5 separate regions of the Sus scrofa genome follow, and all the other regions are linked to region 1. A link is a contact called in public Hi-C and promoter capture Hi-C data. All regions are on one chromosome and are shown on one strand. Each heading gives the region's core, a stretch centred on a gene start, on an enhancer-like site or on the middle of the called end of the contact. The rest is flanking DNA. Distances are from core to core; before and after follow the strand shown. Region 1 holds the start of LOC102164889 (zinc finger protein 569). Region 2 holds the start of TBCB (tubulin folding cofactor B). Region 3 holds the start of ZNF567 (zinc finger protein 567). Region 4 holds the start of ZNF529 (zinc finger protein 529). Region 5 holds the start of ZNF260 (zinc finger protein 260).

Region 1 (2,636 bases), core at 94-2,593:
CTTTGGACTTTCTATAGCTTCTCAGTAAGCTTAGGAGTCAGAAATCTGACTTCAACCACCACAAGTTCCTGATATTTAGCATGATGTAGTCTGCAGTATTTTGTTCTCCTTGCCAACATACTATTGCACAAAAGCATAGACTAGGGTGTTTTCATAGATAAAATTCTCCATTTTAGTCCCTACTGCAAAATTATTGCACTGAATCTTAAACTTTCATTTGTCAATTGTTTTTTAATTCTTAAGTCAAACGAACTCATATGAAATGCTGAAGAAAAAAAAAAAAGAAAGTAAGAAAATCAGGTCTTGAGGGAAGGAGTGACATACTCTGGATTGCTGGATTCTTAGGCTCCTGGTTACCTCTCTCCTTTTCCACTTAACACTTCTCACTCCTGATGTCGAGGCCACTTTATTGACATGAACTTTCATTTGATGGCTCAACATCTTTGTCTTCTTCAATATCTTTCTAAATTACCTGTAATACCTATGTCCTTTTAACACACACGGACTGTAGAGTAACACGGTGTAAAAATCATGGGTGTTTCCAGTAATACACATTCAGAAATTTCTATAATTTTTTCCGTTTAATATTTTGGTGATTATGGTTTATTACCTTAACCTTGTAAGTTCCAACGTTGTAACAAGTGCCAGTCAGAAAAGCAGAAACACACACATGGAATGGACACAAACACACTGTCCACTGTCTCTGAACAAACGTCAGTGCTGGAATAAAGAGGTCATACAAATAATCGCAAATTAATTCCCACGACCCCAAGTCACTGGACCTCCCTCGACCCCGCAGTCTCCCAAATTCCACCGCTTAAGTCTCCCACATACGACCACGCAATGGCACTCCTCCCTTTTCTAACTGCCTCCAGGAGCCTGAAGCTCCGGCTCTCGTCTCTCCACGGCGCCCTGATCTTTCCCCACCGTCATCCCACTGAAGTCCAGTCCCGGGTGGGGCGTGGACCAGAAGGAACTAAACAGACTCAGCCGAGCTTTCTTCACGGACCGGGAACCAAAACGCCGAGAACACGAAGATCCAGCCAAACATTAAGAGGAAACTTTTTGCAGAAAATAGATGTGGGCCGAGATGGCCTCTGGGAAATGTAGTCCGGGGCAGTAAAGCTGTGGATCTTTTCAGATACGTCTCAGCACCAAGTAGCAATCCCAGGTTCCGAGGGCCGGACTCACGAGGGGCAGCTGCGGCCAAACTCTCAGCTGAGCCCCCTGGGCCGATCTGAGAGCGCTCGAACGCAGCGGTCGGTTGTTCCCACCGCTGCCCAACCGAAAGGCCAGCCCCGCCCGGCGAGCGCGGGGGCCGCTGGGAAGTGTTATCCTTCGTCTAACGGACCGAGGCCGGTGCTGCCTTCATTCGCCGCCGGCCCGGACCTTAGTGGCGCCCCAGCTAGGGCCGCACCGGCTCTGCCACTTGGGCGGTGTGGAAGCGTGGGATTGGGGCCTGTGTCCGCGGGCTTGGTGGTGAGTCCTCGGGAGGCCGCGAGCTCACAGTCCGGGACTCTTTGTGCTGGGTGGAGTAGGGGCCTGCGGACCTGGTGCCCGTGTGGTTGGAGGAGGACGCGGGGCAGGGCTTTGCCCGCGCGGGTGGTTCCCTGAGGCCGTGGGAGTGGCGTGTGAAGGACTGTGGGCGTGTGGCTTGACAGGACTTTTGCCAGACATTTGCCTGTGACTGAGTGTGGCCCTGGGATCGTGTGCGGGCGGATTTTGTGGATGTGCTTTTCCTTTTCTGTTTCAATATGAACGTGGCTGCGCATCACGCAGAAAAAACTCCGTGGTTGAAGGGTAGATAGAGTTCGGTTGTGTGTGTAGTTTTGTGAGACTGTTTGCACCAGTGCTTGGTTTCTGTGGTTATGGTAATCGGAAATATGTTTTTATATGAGACATCAATAGCCTCGACACTTTGTATTAGTATTTAATTTCAAAGTTTATTTTTGTATATTGGCTAGGTTATTTTGTGGGCTTTAACATCATGCTCCTTCCTCCCGACTCCCCGCCCCAAATCACAAAATACAGAAAAGCTCTAAGAAAACAAAAATCGGAGTTCCCGTCGTGGCGCAGTGGTTAACGAATCCGACTAGGAACCAGGAGGTTGCGGGTTCGATCCCTGGCCTTGCTCAGTGGGTTAACGATCCGGCGTTTCCCTGAGCTGTGGTGTAGTCGCAGAAGCGGCTCAGATCCCACGTTGCTGTGGCTCTGGCGTAGGCCGGTGATTACAGCTCCGATTAGACCCCTAGCCTGGGAACCTCTATATGCCGCGAAAAGCGGCCCTAAAAAAGGCAAAAAGACAAAAAAAAAACCAAAAATCATTCCTATTTCTACCTGCCACTATCAAAATTTATTTCCCATCTTTTGCCGCCTCCCTCTGTGAATACATACACATGGAATCATATATATATTCATAATAGCTTGAAAATTGGAATCACACTATAGGTACGTTCTGTAAACTACCTGTGCCATTTAACAATGCCCAATTAATATCTTTCCATTTAAACTATTACAAGTCTACATCATCATTTTAAAGTTTTTTATGGTATATATTTTAATGCATACCATACCCATGTTGGGTAATTTACTTCTTTTCAACTGCTTGCCTTTATAAAGAACGTGTTTATCAGCAA
Region 2 (2,636 bases), core at 52-2,551, 950 kb after region 1:
ACACTTGGAAGGTGACATTTAAGTAAAGACTGGAAGGAAGGAGTTAGCCATGTGGGCACAGAAATAAGAACCGTTCGGGCACAGGGAACAGCACATGCAAAGTGCACCAGGGATGCTTGGATGTCTGAGGAGTTTTTGGGGGGAACACTGAGGACAGAGAGGATGATGTGAGCAGATGCATACAGAGGTCCTGCTTCCGGCTTCTCCCAACATGTGAGCCTCATGACTCACTCTGACCCCCCCTCACACTCTGTTCCCTCTGCCTGGCCTGCCCCTCCCACTCTCCTCTTAGGTTGCCCTTTCCTCATCCTTCAGGTCTCAGCTCAGGCATCCCTCCCTTCAGGAGGCCCCTTCTGATACCCCCAGGTGGAGTCAGGCACCTCTTCTGGCTGCCTCCAGTCCCCTGGGGTTTTCTCAGCCCAGTCCAGACCACTCTTGACTGCCAGTGTCTGGTGATGGGTCTGTCTCTCTCCCTGATGGACTGGGAGCTCCACGCGGTTAGGGCCTATTTTAGTTATCACATATAGCAAACCACAGCAAGCATCTGTTGAATAAGTAAATGAACAGAAGGGAGGGATCCCAGGTAGGGAGGCCTCACATGGATGCGACAGCCGTCATCTACAGGGTATGAGCCCAGCAGGGCATCCTCCTGATCCAGCTTGACATAGAACTTGTCGTCAGGTCCATACAGTTCCAATTCCATGCAGGAAGCAGGGCTGCCCACAACCAGCTGTAGTTTATCCTGTGGGAGGACAAATGGGGAGGCGGAGAAGAGGTGGAAGGTTGTCAGGGGCCCTGTCCTCTATCCTGAGGCTCTGCCCTTTGTGTCCATAACCAACACTCCTTCCCACCATATAGAAATACTCACATGGTATTATCCCTGGTTACCCCTGGCCCCACCCCCTCGGGCCCTGATCCTGAAACCTGTGACTTTCCCAGGCCCCGCGACCATCCTCTGTAAACTCAGGTTCCCTATGAACCCGCCCCGCTGAGGTTCATTCCCCAGCCTCTGCAACCTCGGTTTATCTCGGGCTTCCTCCCGGCACTGGGGAAGACCCTCCAGGTCTTCTTGGCCCCGCCCCTCCGAGCCCCGCCCCCAAGGCCACACCTTGAACTCTGCTACGGTGAGGCTGCGACTATACCGCTTCTGGGAGCGGAAGCTGTTGAGAGAGCTGCTGATGAAAACGGTCACCGTGGGCGCCGACAACCCCGTCACCTCCATCTCGCCGCGCCCTGAGGGGGCCCGCAGCCCGTTCAGCCGCCTAACACACGCTCCGCAGTCGCCGCCGCTTCTGGGATATCAGTCCCTCCCCCTGCTCTGCGACCTGGCCAATCCACGCTCTCCCGCCAGGAGGGTCGGCCAATCGCCGCATCTCTTCGCCGCCGCCAGGAGGAGGATTCTCCCTAGTCTTGGGCCCAGCCAATCCTGAAAGGTCTTCCACCCGGTACAGTTCTTCCAATAGGGGCACGGGAGACGGCCCGGCGGACGAAGGCCGAAGCCAGGAGGAAGGACTGGCAAGAGCTACTCCAGTCTGCGACGGGTAAACTCGCGCATGTGCATTGGCCTTCGGTCGGCAGAAAGCCATGGCTTCTTTATGCGTAGAGCTTTGGGTTATGTGACGCACTGTATTTCTGGCTCTCGTACCACACTATTCTGTAAACTGGGGAAGCGAAGCCCAGATGTTGGAAGCAATTATTCTAGGATATCAAGAGCTTGAAGCAAGTAATTAATCAAACCTCAGGGCAGAGAACCGAGCGTAAAGCCACTGGGAGCCAGTACTCGAGCGCAGCTCCGCCCCTCTTTTGGCGAAGCTACGAGGTCTGACCCTTCCCGCCACCTGTCGCGCAGCGGGGCAAGCGCGGAAGGCTGGGCGGGCAGCGCGCCGCTATGGAACCGGACGGGACCTACGAGCCAGGCTTCGTGGGTATTCGATTCTGCCAGGAATGGTGAGACACGGCCAGCATGTGTTGGAGGGGAGCAAGTAATGGTCCCAAGACTGACCTTTAACCGCCCCCCCCCCAGCAACAACATGCTTTACCCCAAGGAAGACAAGGAGAACCGCATTCTGCTTTACGCGGTGAGCGCGAGCCTATCCACCCGTTCCTAACGGGGTCCCGCCCTGCTCCCTGTACAGCCCCCCGTGGGGTCTGGTCTAGTTCCCGAACTACCCCCCGAGTGAACCCGACTCTTGTCCTGCCCATCCCCGAGGTGATCCTCGACTACACCCCATGATCCCAACCTCGAGATTCCATCCCCTCCGAGGAAGACCCTGCCCTCCCTTCCAGTCCCATCGGGGATCTCTCCGTAACCCCCTTCCCGCCACACTCTCCCTCCCGCAGTGCCGGAATTGTGATTACCAGCAGGAGGCTGACAACAGCTGCATCTACGTCAACAAAATCACACACGAAGTGGAGTGAGTGGCAGGACGGGAGCTCGGGGCCGGGGTTGTTGGCTCGGGAGGCTTGGTCTAAGCATAGTTATTCTCTTTTCTCTTCCATCAGCGAACTAACCCAGATCATCGCTGACGTGTCCCAGGACCCCACGTTGCCGCGGACTGAAGACCACCCATGCCAAAAGTGAGCATGCAGCCGGTATCGGGGAGGGAGGGTGGCTCGTGCTCACTGGGCAAAGGGAA
Region 3 (2,636 bases), core at 70-2,569, 700 kb after region 1:
TCAGATAGGCTCTGTAATGTTTTCCTTTTCTCAGGGCTCTTCTCTCAGAGATCTGCACTGTAGGGGAAGGATGAGAAGGAGGGAAGTAAGGAGACAGGAGACATCAAACCTTTTTTGGAGCACAGAATGGCTAAACTGGAAGAAATTCTTCAACACAGAAGCTCACATCATCACCTGCACACATACTCAGATAGAAGGGAAGATGGGAGTACTGCTAACCCTTCTTAGTATCAAAGGCAAAGGCCAAGATCACTGATATCCAGGGCTGAAACTTTCTCTGAGTTCATAACTGGGGAGACAGTTTTGAGGATGATGTGATTTGAAATGTGGAACTTGACATCAGCTCCCCAGGGAGATCCGGAGGAGGGACTCCTACTCCTAGGCTCTCCTCATGTCTTCCTAGGACTCTGCCTAAGGGACACTCCCAACTCTAATAAAACTCATTCCAAAAAGAGGTTTATGCTCTTGTATAACCTTTATCCTACCACTGAAATATCTGACTCCCATTTTGGTGACCATTTCTCTGCAGCTGGGGTCCTGGTTATAAACTGGGAGAAAAGAGGAAGCAGTGATACAGGGATACAGATCCCAAGAAAGGATAGAACAGAAAATTGGCTTCTGGGCGGGCGACGCTCGTTCCCCTGGCACCCACCTTCTGTTAAGCACTGGAATCTGGGCGCTGGAGGCGGGGATGCCCTGACAAATGCAGCTCAGGCTATGCTTCAGTGCGACTCTGGTTAATACAGGTATCGTCACAGGCACAGATACACTCTCAGGGAGAACTTCAACAGCCCTGTTCAGTCCTGATGTTAAACCCAGAACTGCAGAAATAAGCTCTACCGCATGACACAACCAAACTCCCACCCGGTCACAGAAGTCACAGCTTCTTCCATCACATTAGGTAGCACCGTCTTCCGAAGGGCGGTCTCAAACCCCACAGGGGCACATGTCTCACATCACAGTTAACCACGGTCACCCCAAAGGTCCCGCATCTTGCACCTGTCACGGTCTCCTTACGGCGCACACACCCCGCCTCATCACGGCCACAAAGGCTCACACACACTTAAACACGCCTACACAGGCTTGAGCTCCAGGTCCACACAGCCCGTGACACTGTGCCAGAGGGTCAAGACCTCCTCACCGTGAGGGCCCGCCGCACCCAGACGCCGGTTATACCACTTGGATCGCGGCGACTGAGAACTTTGGAGGGCAGCAAGAGACGAACCACAGATCAAACATCTTTTTAAAAGCTGCCCAGGGGCTGTGGGAAATGTAGTTCAAGGCCGCAAAAGCCCGGATATCGAGAAGGCTCACGCGCGCGCCTGCGCGCGGAGGCCGCGGCGGCGAAGACGTGCCGCGGAGACACTTGGGAGGTACGACCCGCGCGGGAGTGCGCTTGAGCGGACGGCTGGCCAGTAGTGGAAGGCGAGGCTGGTAGGTCCTGCGGGCTCTGGTTGGGCGGGTGATGCTGGGACGCGGGGGGATTGCGGAGGAGGGAGGCGGGAACCTGGGCTGGGAAAAGCGAGGAAGGAAGAGGGAACTCGGGCCGAGGGGGAAAGGGAAAGTTCAGGCCCTAGTGAAGGCGAAGCGGGAAGCAAGACCTAGGCAGAGGAAGAAACCAGGGCTGGGAACGGCGAGAAGGGAACAGGGAGCCCGAGGCGGGTGTGAGCTCGGCCTGGCACACACAGGCGTTCCGTTTGTGTAGCTTTGTGTGCCTGTTCTTGTGTGTGTTTGGGCGTGTGACGTTATAAGCCGATTGTTTGTGAAGGTGAAAAGAGTCTCTGCGTGTGTCGATTTATGTTTGAAACTGCGACTTTAAGGAGGCGACAGTTAGGGGTTTATGAGTAAAATATTGCTACTTTGCCTAGACGTATGTAGTGGGCTCTGTGGGATTATGCATGACCTGTGTGTCTATGGGACTGTGATTGTGCAGTGGGTGATATGACTGAATATGTCAAATTTTTGAAGTATTTTGTGTGCACAGTTCACGATGACTATGAATGTGGCTGGATCATTGTGTGACTGAGGTGAAGCACTTAAGAAAGTGGATGTAAGACTAGTTATGCACTATGTCTTGTTTAGATTATCTGAATATTGGCCATTTTATATGCCTGTGGAATTTGGCAATTAGACAAGTGAATAAAATAGATTTTTAAAATGGAAAGGAGGAGGTAAAATTAAAATAATTTTCAGGTGGTACAATTGTATTTTGGGAAAACCCTTAATGAGTAATGACCAGTATATTGACGTAAGTAGACCACCACTGGGAGCACACAAAAAGCTTTCTCCCATAACCTCTACCCTCAAATTTCTATTTGCATGATTTTTTTTTTTTTTCCTGAGGCTGGATGAATTCCTGGACAAGAAACATTCAATAATTTCTTCAGTCATTATGAAGATAATAATAAAAAAACACCTGTGGAACATTTAAACATGAGATCAGTCACATTTAAGCCAAATAAAATGTTCATTGTAGAAATCAATACTGCAAACTCGATTTAAAAACTCTCCCTTCTGCTGGAAGTCTGCTGTGCAAAAGAATGCATGATCAGTTTCTTTAATTCCTCATCGTCTCCTTTGTCCCCTCTTCACTCCCTCCAGGTTGATGGTCTCCAGCTGGAATGGATTGGGAACTG
Region 4 (2,636 bases), core at 75-2,574, 620 kb after region 1:
GACAATAAAAAGCAAACACAAACTGACTTTGAATGGGCCACTAAGTAGCAATGCTCTTCACTTCAGGACTTGCGGAACTACAGGTACAAGAAGGGACTTGTGGGACTAAACTTGCTAAATAAGAAAACACTGTCCACCACCAGACATGGCCCATCACTCACCATAAAACAGAAGTAAGAGGGAAACTACAATACGGAGTTTTACCAGTATCAGAGAAAAAGGTAAACATCATCTATGCCCAGAGCTAGAATATATGTTCCCAGCAACATCTAGGGGCCACAGCTCAGGGAATGCTGTGGTTCTGGCCTCCATAATGCATTCAAGGGAGTTTAACCCAGGAAAAACTTCTGCACCTGTGCCCTCCCCCTCAGGTCTTCCCAGAAGCCTATCTTGAAGGCAAGTGCAAGCCTAAACTCTCATCTCATGATTGACCATGTACTTTTCTATTGAGAACTTTCATTATAGGAGGGATATTCGTGACTTTCTCTTTGACGATCATTTCTCTGCAGCTAGATCCAACTGGTTACATGGTGTGAGGACAGAAGAGAATCTAGGGAAACATTCCAAGAAATTATGGAACCTACAATTGGTACCCTGGATGGGTAACACTCCCTTTACCCTCTAAGTTAAGCACTACGCTGGGTACTGGGGGGCGCGGGGATATAGTTTACATATACATATAATTTTATGTATATGTATACATATACATTCTATATCCATAAAAGAAATTTTACCCACTCCTACAAGCTCACTGAAAAAAACAAAACTCCGAACTTAAGCTCACTGAAAGCAAAACAAAACTCCATTTCGTTCACACGTAATAGTCATACTTACAACAGAGCTGTCACAGGACCACGCGGTCGCGGTGTCACACACCCTCTCGGCCACGGTCCTGTAGACCGAGGTCACACAGTAGGCTCCGCCCCTGACAGCCCGCGAGCCCAGTCAGATACCAGCCATGCGAATCAGGGCCCCAAGACCCTCTGACTCGCTCTCGCTTTCTATCACACACGTACGAGTGCGAACTAACACTCTGCAATGACGCCGTCACAGACAATTGCCTCCGCGGCTCATGCACACAAGGCTTGAGGCTCCAGCTGCACACGCCCCATCCGCGCTTTGGGAGCTAAAGGCCTCCTCACCACCTGTCTCTCCCACAGCCGGACCTGGGTCACCTCAACTCACCAGGCATAGCCCTACAAGCGCCGCGACACCGGAAGGGGAGCCAAACGTCGAAGTTCATTTGGGGCTTTGGGGCCTGTGGGAAATGTAGTCCAACACCTAAAAGACATTTGAACCGAACGTGGATCCCACCAGCCGCAGAGACTCCTCCGCGCCCCGCGACCCCTGAGGGTTCTAGGGCGCGCTGATCGCTCGCCCTCGGCAGAGGGGTTGCAGCTGGTGTTCCTTCAGATGCCGAAGTGACGGGTGACTGCCCTTTGCGAGCGAGGTAAGGTCGTGTAAGGAACGAGACCGCAAGCCGAGGAAATAATCGCAAGCCCGGGTCGGGGAGGGCAGAAAAGGGAACCGGAAGCCCGCCCAGCGCGGGCCGAGGAAGCGGACGAAGAAGCCTGGCGCCGGGAAGGCCCGGTGACAGTCAGAAACGCCAGGCCGTGGAGGGAAGAGGGAGCCGGAAACCCGGCAGAGAAGGGCCTGAGAGGGAATCGGGACTCCCGGCGGAGGGAGGCCGGGCTAAGAAGGGCTGAAGCCGCGCGGAGGGAGTTCCAGCGGGAGAGAGCCCAGGAGAGGACTTCACTCGGGACTGTACGTGCGTGTGGGACCCTAGGTCCGTGGTCCTGAACCAGAGGGTTTTGTTGTTGTTGTTGTTTTCAGTTCTGCCCCTAGAGAAAGCCCCGACACCCTGCGAGGCACGTAGTACCGAGGAGCCGTGTTTGACTGCTCTGGTGTGTTCACCGCCAGGAAGTTCCCTGGAGTCCTTTTCCAGACTCACAACAGAGCCAGCCATGGTTCTGATACATGTCCTCGTAATTTAGTTTTGTCAGTTCTGCAATTCCATATGCCTCCTTTAGTTCATCCTCGTTCTGTAAGATCTATTAATGTTGTGTATTTCTTTCTTTTTATTTCTGGAAAGCATTCCATTGTGCAAATGTGCCACAATTTGATTTTTCATTTTCTTCTCTATGAACATTGAAATTTCCAGATTTTATATATTACGAATAACGCTGGCATGTTTCCATTTCTTCTGAGGAAATACCTAAGAGGAAAAAATTGTTGCTAATAGGTTAGGTTTATATTTAACTTTTTAAGAAGCTAACAAATTTGTAGAACGATTAGTTGTGATTTGTGTTTGAGATTGCATGACTATCAAGTGGTTTCCGAGTTTGACTTGGTATTGTTTTATAGAATTATGAGATGGGTTCAATGGAGTTAGGAATGTCACATAGGGCCCATTGAGTTGTGGTTTTGTGAAGTGGGTTAGATTATTGGACACGGAATGTGTCTATACCAAGTCTTATTTATCATGATTTTGTGTGTTCATTCCATGATGACTGTGAAAGTGGATCACTGCATAAGTGATACTGATGAATGACTGAGAAACTCTGTCGGTTTGATTCTGCTTGCAGAATTATGTCTGTTACTGATCAAGTAAAATAGCAGTATTAGATATATCCCAA
Region 5 (2,636 bases), core at 74-2,573, 580 kb after region 1:
TCGCCCACTTTGGTGACTGTGGACTACATTTCCCAGAAGTTTCAGTGATTCCAATCGTCTTTCGCGCTTTCTCAACTCCACCATAGCTTTGGCACTGTCTCCCTTGTCGGGGGACAAGTGTCTCTAGGCTGAGCCTCAGGACTTAGGTAAATAACATTCTACCTGTGTTAGGTCTACTTCTGGGAGAGGGCAGTGATATGCCTCGGGTTATATACAATAAGCTCACTTTAAGCACGCTGGGGTGATTCCCACTAGAAGCCACAGTGCCAGGGTATGCCAGGAGCGCCAAGCTCCAGGGCGCGTTTGAGGTTGGGGGCGAGCAGGGGTGAAGAATGGAGTGGTGGGCGGATCTCTTTGGCCGGGTTCACCCCCGGCGCCATCTTGTCCCTCGCGAGTGCGGCGCTCAACTACATTTCCCAGAGGGCGCCGCGGTCTCCGGCGGCGGCTCTGAGCGGAGCTCTTCGGCAGCCGGGCCTTAGTCTCGAGTGGTTGAGCCCGGCCGCTGATGCCCTGCGCGGGAGATTGGAGGTGAAACGTCTGTCTCGCGGAACCGGGATCAAGACTTGTTTTAAGTCTGTTCAGGCGGAATGGGCGGGTTTGGGGAGGGGAGTGTCGGTTATGAAGTTGTGTGTGACTCTGTGCTTCAGTGATGTGTCTTTTTTTTGTGACTGTGTGTGATACCGTGTTTATGTATGTGAGGAGTTTTACGTAGCGAGTCGCCGTGGTGTGATACTGTGTGTCCCTGTGGTAGGTGTGTGAATTTTTTCTAAATGACCATGTGTTCCTCTTTGTGTGCAGGCATAGGGAGTTTTGTGATTGTGCTTCTGTGACTGCGTCCCAACGGAAACTGTGTGGCACTGTGCGGAGGGAAGAATTTATGACTGAGGTTGTTACCTTTGTGTCTAGCGGTAGATATGTGACTGTGCAGCACTGGATGCGTAAATTTGAGGGTCGGCACTGTGTGTCACGTATAGTCATATGTGAGAAACGGGATGGCTCTTCCCCTTAGCAGTAAAGACCTTGAATATGATATTGAGGTTAAAGTGGAAGCCTAGATCTTCTCTGTTAGCCTTCCTCTTTTGGGGGCGGGAGGGCAAGGGAGTAAGGTGACTTTATCATTTGGACCCCAAGAAAGGTTCGGGAGTTCCCTTCGTGGCGCAACAGAAACGAATCCGACTAGGAACCATGAGGTTGCTGTTGATCCCTGGCCTCGCTCAGTGGGTTAAGGATCCGGCGTTGCGGTGAGCTGTGATGTGGGTCGTAGGCTGGCAGCTGTAGCTCCGATTGGACCCCTAGCCTAGAAACCTCCATATGCCGCGGGTGTGCCCTAAAAAAAAAAAAAAAAAGTTGTTCTTGCCCATCTCGGTCTATTAGCGGCTCATTGGGTCTGTCCCTTGTAGTGCGGAGCCAATAAACACACCACGTGCTTTCGATTAAAGCAGAAGCATGTATTACTTGTGACAAGTAAGGAGACAGGGAGATAGCTCTCAAAGCACTGTTTCTCCAGAGCTGGAGGGAGAAGTTTTAAACCCGGGGTGGGGGTGAGGGGCAATGCATAGTCTCGAAAAGGCAGGCATATTAAAGAGGCAAAGGTTACTCTAGGTTGCCAAAATCTGTAAGCAAACATGTGTTTTGGTTGTTTGTTCCCACTAATTTTTTGAAACATGTGGTGTTTGGAACTTTATGCAATTTAACGGTTTCTGCAAAACCAAGCACACTTTGGTTTAACCCCATTTTTTACTTACTGCTGTCTAGCTAACATAGTCCTCTTCCAAGAGAAATCTCAGAGGAGGAGAAAATATTAGTTGTGACATCTAAAAGTCTTTTTAAAGGTGACGATATTTTCGCTTTGTTTTTTTCAGGAAGTGATTTTTTTTTTCTTGGCAAACGCATAACAAAGACCCGTCATTAACCTGGAACCTAGTATTTCTCTTTGGAAACGTCTTCCTTGAACTTCCTAATTTTTAAAATTAATATGGCAAACAGTTTATCTTGTGTGCTATTTTGTTTTTACACGTGTACACATATGAAGATATATAGATACATATATATTTTTTATGTTTTCATTTAAGTGATGTTATTATAACTTCTCACATAATTGAGTTATTTGAGAATATTTTATTATTATTATTATTTTTTTGTCTTTTGTCTTTTTGTTGTTGTTGTTGTTGTTGCTATTTCTTGGGCCGCTCCCGCGGCATATGGAGGTTCCCAGGCTAGGGGTCCAGTCGGAGCTGTAGCCACCAGCCTACGCCAGAGCCACAGCAACGCGGGATCCGAGCCGCGTCTGCAACCTACACCACAGCTCACGGCAACGCCGGGTCGTTAACCCACTGAGCAAGGGCAGGGGCCGAACCCGCAACCTCATGGTTCCTAGTCGGATTCGTTAACCACTGTGCCACGACGGGAACTCCTATTTGAGAATATTTTTAACATTAGTGTTGTTTTATTGTATGTGTGACTAACGCAGTATCCAGTCTGTATTGCTACAAACATCCTGATTTTGGAGTTCCTGTTGTGGTTCCATGAGGACGCAGGTTCTATCCCTGGCCTCAGTCAGTGAGTTAAGGATTCAGTGCTGCCTTGAGCTGTGGTGTAGTTCACAGAGGCGGCTTCAATCTGGTATTGCTGTGGCT

Evidence for each region. Promoter capture Hi-C pulls out the DNA fragments that hold promoters and counts their contacts. Hi-C and Micro-C count contacts between places; a contact is called where the count stands out from the background.
Region 2: a promoter capture Hi-C map of fetal liver shows a contact between it and region 1, with 4 times the contacts expected there. The contact joins the promoter of TBCB here to the promoter of LOC102164889 in region 1. A contact is called at or near these places in 1 of 5 promoter capture datasets (fetal liver), 1 of 47 Hi-C or Micro-C datasets (embryonic fibroblasts) and 1 of 2 datasets of contacts at active chromatin or transcription factors (skeletal muscle).
Region 3: a promoter capture Hi-C map of liver shows a contact between it and region 1, with 11 times the contacts expected there. The contact joins the promoter of ZNF567 here to the promoter of LOC102164889 in region 1. A contact is called at or near these places in 1 of 5 promoter capture datasets (liver), 2 of 47 Hi-C or Micro-C datasets (heart right ventricle and liver) and 1 of 2 datasets of contacts at active chromatin or transcription factors (skeletal muscle).
Region 4: a contact with region 1 is called in a promoter capture Hi-C map of liver, with 4 times the contacts expected there. The contact joins the promoter of ZNF529 here to the promoter of LOC102164889 in region 1. A contact is called at or near these places in 2 of 5 promoter capture datasets (fetal liver and liver), 2 of 47 Hi-C or Micro-C datasets (heart right ventricle and liver) and 1 of 2 datasets of contacts at active chromatin or transcription factors (skeletal muscle).
Region 5: a contact with region 1 is called in a Hi-C map of liver, with 4 times the contacts expected there. The contact joins the promoter of ZNF260 here to the promoter of LOC102164889 in region 1. A contact is called at or near these places in 1 of 5 promoter capture datasets (fetal skeletal muscle), 2 of 47 Hi-C or Micro-C datasets (heart right ventricle and liver) and 1 of 2 datasets of contacts at active chromatin or transcription factors (skeletal muscle).

Annotation. Positions count from the first base shown.
Region 1 is chr6:46,435,086-46,437,721 of Sscrofa11.1, reverse strand. LOC102164889 (zinc finger protein 569) reads left to right here and starts at 1,343. Exons shown (of 7, transcript XM_005664555.3): 1 at 1,343-1,479.
Region 2 is chr6:45,481,207-45,483,842 of Sscrofa11.1, reverse strand. It overlaps TBCB (tubulin folding cofactor B), which reads right to left and starts at 1,301. Exons shown (of 6, transcript NM_001205403.1): 1 at 1,109-1,301; 2 at 599-742. The coding sequence starts at 1,222. POLR2I (RNA polymerase II subunit I) reads left to right here and starts at 1,525. Exons shown (of 6, transcript NM_001205404.1): 1 at 1,525-1,947; 2 at 2,024-2,078; 3 at 2,341-2,414; 4 at 2,503-2,577. The coding sequence starts at 1,889.
Region 3 is chr6:45,736,713-45,739,348 of Sscrofa11.1, reverse strand. ZNF567 (zinc finger protein 567) reads left to right here and starts at 1,319. Exons shown (of 6, transcript XM_021097128.1): 1 at 1,319-1,434; 2 at 2,602-2,636.
Region 4 is chr6:45,810,993-45,813,628 of Sscrofa11.1, reverse strand. ZNF529 (zinc finger protein 529) reads right to left here and starts at 1,324. Exons shown (of 4, transcript XM_013998445.2): 1 at 1,186-1,324. It overlaps LOC110261284 (a long non-coding RNA gene), which reads left to right and starts at 1,310. Exons shown (of 2, transcript XR_002345332.1): 1 at 1,310-1,450; 2 at 1,834-2,636.
Region 5 is chr6:45,856,761-45,859,396 of Sscrofa11.1, reverse strand. ZNF260 (zinc finger protein 260) reads right to left here and starts at 1,323. Exons shown (of 5, transcript XR_002345315.1): 1 at 1-1,323.